Linked DNA regions of Sus scrofa: region 2 is linked to region 1. A link is a contact called in public HiChIP or PLAC-seq data. All regions are on one chromosome and are shown on one strand. The core of a region is the stretch at or near the end of the contact, and the rest is flanking DNA. Distances in the headings are between cores, read along the strand shown.

Region 1 (4,781 bases), core at 1,470-3,969:
AAGGACATCTCAAACCACCATGTCCAAAAAGGACCTCAGGAACCCCCTACCTGAGCCTCTCCCCACACCCCCTCCTCGGCAAATGCCCACCCCCCCATCCAGCACTAGCCCCATTCTGCAAATCACTCTTTTTTTTTTTTTTCTTTTTGTCTTTTTACGGCTGCATCTGCAGCATAGGGAGCTTCCCAGGCTAGGGTTGAAACAGAGCTGTAGTCCCTGTCCTACGCCAGGGCCACTGCAACGCAGGATCCGAACCGCGTCTGCGACCTACACCACAGCTCACAGCAACGCCGGATCCTTAACCCACTGAGCAAGGCCAGGGATGGAACCTGCAACCTCATGGTTCCTAGTCAAATTTGTTAACCACTGAGCCACGACGAGAACTCCTGCAAATCACTCTTGAAACCCCCTTCCTTACAACCAGTCCTGATGATGTTTCCTCCTCTACAGGTTCACCCCGTCTCTCCATCTCCACCTCTGCCTGGTGCAGAGCCCCCCACAGCTCTCCCCTGGCCTCCAAACCCTTCTGCTTCCACTCTTGCCTCTCTCCAGTCTGTTTCTCACCGGCAAGCCGGAGGGACCTTTTCAAAATGCAGGGTCACTCCCCTGCCTATAGCCCTTTTCCACAGCTTCCTGCTCTTAATCAGTAACCAAACTCCTGCTCACAGTCAAGACCTGGCCCCTGCCCTCCTCCTCAACACCCCAACCTCATCTGCTACTCTCTTCTCTACGCTCTCTGTCCTGCTGCCAGGCTGGCTTCTGCTGTTCCTCAGCCCTGACTCACTGTGCTGCCACCGGGCCTTTGCATGTCTGTTCCTCCTGCTTCCCCAGCATTTCCCCCATGCCCTCCCCAGATTCCATCCTTTGGTTCTTCAAAGGCTGCCACACAAATGTGACTTCCTCAGGGAGGCCTTCTTCCCCTGTCTCTCCCACCAGACCAGGTTCCTTGTGACACCGAGTCATGGCACTTCTCGAAGTAGGTGGTTGTGCATTCATGAGTATGACTGTTGGATTCGCTTCTTCCTCCCTCATCTGACTCTGAGGAACACAAGGGCAGGGGCCTGGCTTTCTCTGTTGACCACTGTACCTTACAGAGGGCCCGGTAGGTGGTGGGTCCTTGGTCAATATTGACTGAATGCAACACGTGAGTTATGCCAAGTATCTAATAGGACGTAAAGTTGGCTCGTCATTATGATTCAGGGAAGGCTTCCTGGAGGAGGTGGGATTTGAGCAGGACGTTGAGGTGGAGAGGCAGAACAAGGGGGAAGCTGACTGGCCTGGAGCACCTGGACAAGCCACAGCTTTGCCTCTTGCTTCATTTCTCATTTATAAAACAGGCAAGGGAAAAAAAAAAGTGAACTTGTAGTTTGGAGTTCCCGTTGTGGCTCAGTGGTTAATGAATCCAACTAGGAACCATGAGATTGTGGGTTCCATCCCTGGCCTTGTTCAGTGGGTTAAGGATGCGGCGTTGCTGTGAGCTGTGGTGTAGGGTGCAGACATGGCTCGGATCCCGTGTTGTTGTGGCTGTGGCGTAGGCTGGCAGCTACGGCTCCGATTAGACCCCTAGCCTGGGAACCTCCATATGCCGTGGGAGCAGCCCAAGAAATGGCAAAAAGACAAAACAAACAAAAAACAAAAAACAAAAAAACAGGCAAGGTTAGACAAAATGACCAGAGGCTCTGGTGTTCCACAGCCCTGGCATCCTCACAGCCCTCCAGTTCTCCTCAGGAGGGTTATCCCAGCGCAGGCTGCTGTTTGAGGTCCAGCCCAGGGCGCCCCCGTTCTGGGCACAGACCTCCTCCCAAACCCGGGCTATCCGGCCTGCAGTCCCGCGACCGGCCACCGAGCGGCGCTCGGAGACCAGCCACGCGGCCCGCTGTTTTGGCGAAGACGCGCAGCGGCTGAGTCCGTGCCCGGGCCCGCCCCTCGCAGCCTCCGTCCCGCTCGCCTTTCCTGTCCGCGGCGTCCCAGCCCACGGCCGTCAGCAGCCATGCTGGGCGCGCGGGCCTGGCGGTGCCGCGGCCTCCTGCTGCCCCGCGCCGGGCCGGGCCTCGTCGCGAGCCTCAGGTACGGGCGGGCGAGGGGTGCCCTTGGGCCAGTCGTCCCACTTTGGTCCCCAGCGCCTGCCCGGCCAACCCCTTCATGCCTGCATTCTCCCCACCCTCAAGCCCTGTCCTGCCACCTGGCCCAGGGCATTAACGCCCTCCTGTCCTCCCCGCCAGCTGCGGGGACTCTGTTCTGACACCACCTCCAGGAAGCCTTCCTTGAACCCTGATGCTGGGTCAAGGGTCTTTGTCCAACAACACCCTGCTGGGCTGGCCTGTCACAGTCCTCATTGCTGCGGGGCTCTGTCATTATTTCGGTCTGCCCCACAGTGCCACCTGCCCAGGCTGAGCCCCTTGAAATCAATTTCTGAGTCTTTGGGGGTCGTGAGGGTCTGGCACAGGACCTGGCCCCCTGGAAGTGCCCTGTTGGTGGATGTTGAGTGAGGAAGTCCTGGGTGTCAATTTTCTTCTGCTTGCCCCTCACCCGGTGCAGTCCCAGACCCAGCAGTGGGCAGCCTTCCTGCCCAGACACACACACCCGGGCATTCCAGAGAGACCCGTCCAGCACGGCCACCTGGGGCGGGGCCCACTTAGGGGGAGAGAATGGAGCCAGAAGGACCGTTCTGCCCATTGTGACCCGCCCTGACCTCACAGCCATCACCCTTCCCACCACCAGGTCTGAGAGTTTGGGGGAGACGAACCTGGCAGGGAGCCCCCAATGAGCCACCTTTCTTCACCCCCCCCAAAACACAAGGGGGAGCACAAAGGCCACGGTCTCCCCCGTGGTTCAGAAAGGTGGGTTGGGCTGGGAGCTGGAGCTTCCAGGAGGGATGCCAGAGGGCAAGGTGGGGTGGGACGGGGCTCTGGGGTAGGTGTAGGGGGAGGTTGGGGGGAACCTCTGAGCCTGACCCACCTGCTCGTGCCAGGGGTAGCTCCCCCCGGGACAAGGACCGCAGCGTGACAGTCAGCAGTTCAGTGCCCATGCCTGCCGGAGGGAAAGGGAGCAGGACCAACTGCTCCCAGTCCGCGCCCCAGAAGACCCCCAACCGCCTGATCAATGAGAAGTCACCGTATCTCCTGCAGCATGCCTACAACCCTGTGGACTGGTGAGTCCCTCTCCTGAGGCCTCCCGGGGCAGCTGGACCCTCAGCCCCTCCTATCCCGCCCGCCCCTCCCTCCCCCCCCCCTCGGCCCAGGCTAGTGAGTGATGCCCCACCCTGTCGGGCCCAGGTACCCCTGGGGACAGGAAGCCTTTGACAAGGCCAGGAAAGAAAACAAGCCAATTTTCCTTTCAGGTACTGTACCCCCCTTCCCTGCGATGGGCGGTGGGAAGTAGTGATGGATGGGGGGTAGGGGAAGGGTCTTCTGGGCCTGGGGGCCTCCCAGGAAACTAGAGGTCAGGGTGTCTTCAGCCCAGCGAGGGGGGGGGCGCTTGGCTGGCCCTCCTGTGCCCATCACTGGCCCCCCCTCCCCCGCCCCCATGGCCCCATTCCAGTGGGATACTCCACCTGCCACTGGTGCCACATGATGGAGGAGGAGTCCTTCCAGAATGAGGAGATTGGCCGCCTGCTCAGTGAGGACTTTGTCAGCGTGAAGGTGGACCGGGAGGAGCGGCCAGATGTGGACAAGGTGTACATGACCTTCGTGCAGGTGCGTGGTCTTCCCCTGGAGGGGGGTGGCCCGGGCCCACGGTGCCGCCCCCCTCACTCTTGCCCTCTCTCTGCCAGGCCACCAGCAGTGGTGGGGGCTGGCCCATGAGTGTGTGGTTGACTCCCAACCTACAGCCCTTTGTGGGGGGCACCTATTTCCCCCCTGAGGATGGCTTGACCCGAGTCGGCTTCCGCACCGTGTTGTTGAGGATTCGGGAGCAGGTGGGCACAGCGGAGTGGGGGTGGGGGTGATGATCGGGGGGGAGGGAGCCAGGGGTCCCCACCCGGTGCTGACCTCCAGGTGTGCCCTCCACCCTCCCGCAGTGGAAACAGAACAAGAAAACCCTGCTGGAAAACAGCCAGCGTGTCACCACAGCTCTGCTGGCCCGGTCGGAGATCAGCATGGGTGACCGCCAGCTGCCACCCTCCGCTGCCACCATGAACAGCCGCTGCTTTCAACAGCTGGACGAGGGCTATGATGAGGAGTATGGCGGCTTCGCCGAGGCCCCCAAGTTCCCCACGCCGGGTCAGTGCCCCTCGCCCTGCGCCCACGCCAGCCCCGGCCTGGGCTTTCGAGACCCACCCAAGTCGGTGCTCTCCTGACCCCTGTCTTGGTTGTCAACCTCGCACTCTCCTGCCTGGCCTGGGACCTCCTGACCCCCAGCCTGTGTGTCGGTAGCTATCGGAGTGAAGACCTGACTTTGGTCTTAGCAGGGATCCTCTGATGGCTGACCTAGATAGCAGTCCTCTGTCCTCTGGGTGGACCGGTCAGGGACCTGCGGACCCTCCGCCTGTCCAGAAAGACTGCCTGTTGAGCAAACCCCTAGCGGCAGCCCAGCCACAGGCCTCATCGCCCTGCTCGCTGCCCCATGCTCTCCATGCTCTCACCCGCGTGCTCTCTCTGGGCGTCTGCAGTGATCCTGAGCTTCCTGTTCTCCTACTGGCTCAGCCATCGGCTCACGCAGGATGGCTCTCGGGCCCAGCAGATGGCCTTGCACACCCTGAAGATGATGGCCAACGGGGGCATCCGAGACCACGTGGGACAGGTGATGGCACAAGGCATTTCCTGGAGAAGGGCGGCTGGCGG
Region 2 (4,781 bases), core at 812-3,311, 91 kb after region 1:
CAGCCCCAGGGCTGAAGACAGAACCCAAGAGTCCTGGCCCCAAACTTAGAGAAAAGCTGGGCGGAGGAGTCCCAGCGGCTCACCATAGAAGCCTAGATCATCAGAACAGGAAGAGAGCTTAGATGGTGCCGTGCCAAAATGCTCAAGAAACAGTCCCAGACACATCCAGGGGTGTGTCGCACAGTATAGGAAAGGCTCTGCTGGAGGCGTGGAGGGGGATTGGAAGGGACTCAGTCGATCCCTGCCCTGGGGGACCCTTCAGACTGGCAGGGAAGACAGAACCTTCACAACTAAATATAACCCAATGCACACTGTGACAAGGCTGTGAAAGCTCTGTAAAGCCTGCCTCAGAGACGGAGGGGGGCTGGGAGGTGGGGCCGGGGAGGGAAGGGGGGCAGACAAAGGGCTGAGAGCACTTGCCCAGGGATGGGGGAAAGGCCCCCAGTCCTACTTCCTGGGGAGGAGGAGCCTTGACCCCCTGGCTCCCATCCCAGACCTCATGATGGCTCAGATCTGTATTCTGATAGCCCTTGGCAGAAGAGATTTCCTGCCTGCCCAGAGGTGGCTGCTGCTGCTGTGCTTTTTTTTTTTTTTTTCTTTTTTAGGGCATCACCTGCAGCATATGGAGGTTCCCAGGCTAGGGGTCAAATCGAAGCTACAGCTTCCAGCCTATGCCACAGCCACAGCAACCAGATCCAAGCTGTGTCTGTGACCTACACCACAGCTTGCGGCAACGCCAGATCCTCAACCTACTAAGCGAGGCCAGGGATCGAACCCGCAACCTCATGGTTCCTAGTCAGATTCATTTCTGCTGTGCCACGATGGCAACTCCTGCTGTGCTATCTTGCTGGCAGCCACCTACACCTGCTGCTGAGCCACCAAGGAAAAAACACCTTCTCTTGGGGATCGGTGCCCCGGAAAGGATCACCTGGGCAGACCCTACAGACAGGGACAAAGTTGGACGGCAAGGGCAGGGGAGAGATGGGCTGGAGGAAGAGCTGCTGGGGGAATGGAAGATTCCTTCTCAACCCCAAGAGGGGTAGTGAACTGGCTTCTGGGATCCCATTAGGGAAGAGAGGATGACAGGAAGAGTGAGAGATGGAGGGAGGGAGGGATCCCAGCATGGCCAAGCCGGGGCCAAAGCAGGGGAAGGAGGCCATTGACCCCAAACCCATTTCACAGATTGGAAATGTGGAGACTCAGGCTTAGGAGGAGTGTGTTGATGTGGGGCTTTTCTTGGGGCCTCACCTGCCCCTCTGCCACCCTAACCAGGCAGAAGCAGAGGAAGCTACTACGTGTTGGGTTGGGTGCCTACCAAGTGTGCCAGAGATATGCTGACGCTTAGCATAGCTTTCCCGTTTCATCCTCAGAGTAACCCTGTGATATAGGTACTGTGATTATCCTTGTTTTGCAGAAGTGAAAGTGGAAGCACCGAGGCTGCTGAAGCAGCAGGCTCAAGATCAGGGAGGGACGGAAATGTGGCCAGGCGGCAATTTAAGAGGATCATGGGAAGCCACTGTTTGGATGGTGCTGGGATCCCCTCCCACCCCTCTCTCCTTTGGCAAGCGGGCGCACACACACACACACACACAGACACACACACACACACACACACACACACACACACATTGTGTGTTGGTGTCTGTCATTTCCTGGACAACCTGTGGGGAAGAGATAGCCTCTGGGTTGTCAGGGCACACAAGTTCTTCCCATTTCACAGATGAGGAGACTGACCTCCAGAGATGAATGTAAGCTTATCAAGCATTTATTCACGGAAGGAAGGAGTCTCGCGCTGTCCCTCTGCATGTCCCTTGACTCCTGGGAGGGGGGCCCTCCCTCCCCACCGCAAACGTCTTCCCTGGGAGAGCCGCGTGTGCCCCTTGGGCAGACCCTGCTCCCACTGGATCTGCCTCCGTATCTGGAGGGGTACCTCTCCCGCGAGGCCCAGCGGTCCCCGGAAGGGGTGGTCCTTGTGTCCAGGGCCCCCACCGAGCTGCAGTTTCAGGGAGGTGCTACCGCAATTCGACCCAAAGAGCCTGGAGGTGGGGCTGGGAAGGGCGGGCCCGGGGGCGGAGCGCCGGGCGGAGGCGGCTCTGGGCAGCTGCTGGGTCTGTCCCGGGTTGGAAGGCCACCGTTTTCATTCTCGCCGTCCTCGTCGCCGAACCCCGGCCCCATGGACGCTCTTTGCGGCTCCGGGGAGTTCAGCTCCAAGTTCTGGGTAAGGAGGTGTCCCGGGACCACGAGGGAGCACCAGCGAGCCCTTAGCCCGGGGAGTGGCGATGCGATGCCGGGAACGGGTCTCGCGGCGTCGCCCAGTGCCGGTTCCCTCGTGGTCGGGGAAATCTGCTTCGGGTTTCCCCAGCCACATGGGCGAGCCTGGGAAAGCCAGGTGCTAGGCTTCCTGCTGGCACGGTGGGTGGCAGCTCGGAATCAGAAGGTGCCCACACTTGCCACCTCACTCACATCCCTCTCTGGGACTGACTGCAGGCTGCAGAAGGGGCATTTCCCGGTTACTAGATCCTGTTGATCCTTCAGCACTGGCCCCTTGGACGAGGGCTTGGATGCCCATCCCCACACCTGTTCAACCAGGTGCTTTGGGAGGCGGGGTCTACTGGGCTTCCCCCTTCTTCAAGGGTTCCTGCCTTCTTGGAAAGGGTTCCTGCTCCGGGCAGAGCCACCAGAGACTGGCTGATCCTCACCGCCCCAGCGTCAGGAGGGAGAGGCAGACCTCACTCTGGAGGCAGGCCCTTACAGGTGCAAGATATCAGGATTTCCTGGTCCAACCCTCCCCTTTTATAGATGGAGAAAGGCCCAGAGAGAGGAGGAGACTTGCTCAAAGCCAGTTAGAGGAAAACAGGGCTGGGATACCAAAGTGGGCCTTCTGCTCATATGCCGGACCCTTTTCTAAGACATCAGGCTGCTTTTCAGGCTGCTGACTCCAGACCCTCAGCATAGTTCAGGTGCTCTCCGTGTAGAAAGCCCAAGAGCTTCCTTACAGCTTTCAAAACCTGTTCACAGGCAGCTCCCTTGATCATCATTGCAGCTCTGGGAGGCAAGTAGTGGTGTGTCTCTGTTTCACGGATGCGCTCAGACTCAAGGGGCTTGTCAGTGGTCCTATGGGAGCTGCCCAGCATAGGCTGCTCTCAAATCCAGGGCCTCTGAATCCCAATGCCTAAATCATTTCTCCATTTCAGGTATTTGTATGTATGTGCTTGGGGAGGGGGAGGTCGCATGCATGCGTGTGTGAGTGTGTGTGTGTGTGTGTGTGTGTGTGTGCGCGCGCGCGTGCGCGCACCCGCGCGCACACCCACTGAGTGTTATTCATGAGTGAGTGCTTGTGTAGATGTGTGTGTGCATGTGTGTATGTAAGTGTGAGCGTATAGTCAGACACCCCGCTCTCAGGTTGTGTTTGGGCTGGACTGAAGGGCTTAAATGGATGTCTGACATTTCGGGCAATAGAATACCATTTAACTAAATGGTTAGAGTAAAATTAACCTTTTAGTAACCCAGAAAGAGAGCCATGGAGATCACTACATGGTTGATCAGAGATGATGCAACTTCTCTGCTGCTGCCCTTCTTGCCACAGGAACCCTATTTGTCATCCAGCCTGGCCTGGTCACTTGTTTCCAGAGTCCAGAGGTTGCCCCGTTGGCTCATGAGTAGACTTTTTCTCATTGCCACTTGAACTTGGCTGTTGCGGCACAGTTGGGGTGTCTGAGGTGGCCAGGGAGAAGACTTGTAAATCAAGGGGGCAGATGTGACCATGCCTCAAGTTCAAGGACTCCCTGTTCCTGAGTGTGTAGTTAACCTTGAGAACTTAGGATTGCCCAGAAACAGGCTTTGAGGGACCAGAAGTCTGGGAACTCAAGGCTCCTTTCTTGATCCCATGATAGGGTTTCTCTACCCTTCCATGATACTGTGGAATCCAAGAATGTCAGAGCTTGGGGGCTTGGGGTAGCTGGCCCAGCCCCTCATTAAAGAGCTGGGAAAACTGAAAAAATGAACTTGTCAAGGTCACGCAACAATCAGCTACAGAGTGCTCGACTTGGAATCAGGATTCTGAGATATGGTTTCAACTTTGTCATTCCCTGACTGTGTACTTTTGGGCTTCTGGGACTCTCTCATGCCTGAATTTCTTGTTCCTGAGACACGTGTATCTTCTCTGAGAACCTTGGAGTCCATGGGAGTCAGGTCATCTATATGTGAGGTTCAAGGGGATGCATCAAATGACAAGGACACTGACCTCTCCTCTTCCTGACCCCCGTGTCTTAGCACTTTCCATCTTCTTCCTCTTTTTTTTTTTTTTTTAGGGCCGCACCTGTGGCATATGGAGGTTCCCAGGCTAGGGGTCGAATCGGAGCTGTAGCCACAGCCACAGCCACAGTAATGCCAGATCCAAACCACGTCTGTGACCTACACCACAGCTCATGGCAACACCGGATCCTTCACCTACTGAGCAAGGCCAGGGATCGAACCCGCAACCTCATAGTTCCTAGTCGGATTCGTTAACCACTGAGCCACGATGGGAACTCCAACAATTTCCATCTTCTACATTAACTTCTTAGCTCCTGAAAGCTATTCCAGGCTGTACCCCCAAGTAGCTGGTGACTGGGGGTGGTACGGGACAAGGCAGGAAGTTTCCTAGCTCATCCTCTGAGGGTTTGTAGAGCTGAGAAAAGGGGGGACGGGGTCTGAGGCCCAGAGGCTGCTGCTATTACCTCAGCCCTAGCTCAGTTACCCAAAAGGCCTAAAGTTCAGGGTTATTCACGGATGCTGAGCTA

What was found. HiChIP or PLAC-seq counts read pairs in DNA pulled down with a chosen protein or histone mark.
Region 2: an H3K27ac HiChIP or PLAC-seq map of alveolar macrophages shows a contact between it and region 1. The contact joins the promoter of ABCC3 here to the promoter of SPATA20 in region 1. A contact is called at or near these places in 2 of 5 promoter capture datasets (fetal liver and fetal skeletal muscle) and 1 of 2 datasets of contacts at active chromatin or transcription factors (alveolar macrophages).

Annotation. Positions count from the first base shown.
Region 1 is chr12:26,826,767-26,831,547 of Sscrofa11.1, forward strand. It overlaps SPATA20 (spermatogenesis associated 20), which reads left to right and starts at 2,720. Exons shown (of 16, transcript NM_001159313.1): 1 at 2,720-2,840; 2 at 2,972-3,151; 3 at 3,276-3,340; 4 at 3,541-3,695; 5 at 3,773-3,916; 6 at 4,019-4,220; 7 at 4,610-4,740. The coding sequence starts at 2,764.
Region 2 is chr12:26,918,703-26,923,483 of Sscrofa11.1, forward strand. It overlaps ABCC3 (canalicular multispecific organic anion transporter 2), which reads left to right and starts at 2,062. Exons shown (of 33, transcript XM_003131575.6): 1 at 2,062-2,218. The coding sequence starts at 2,174.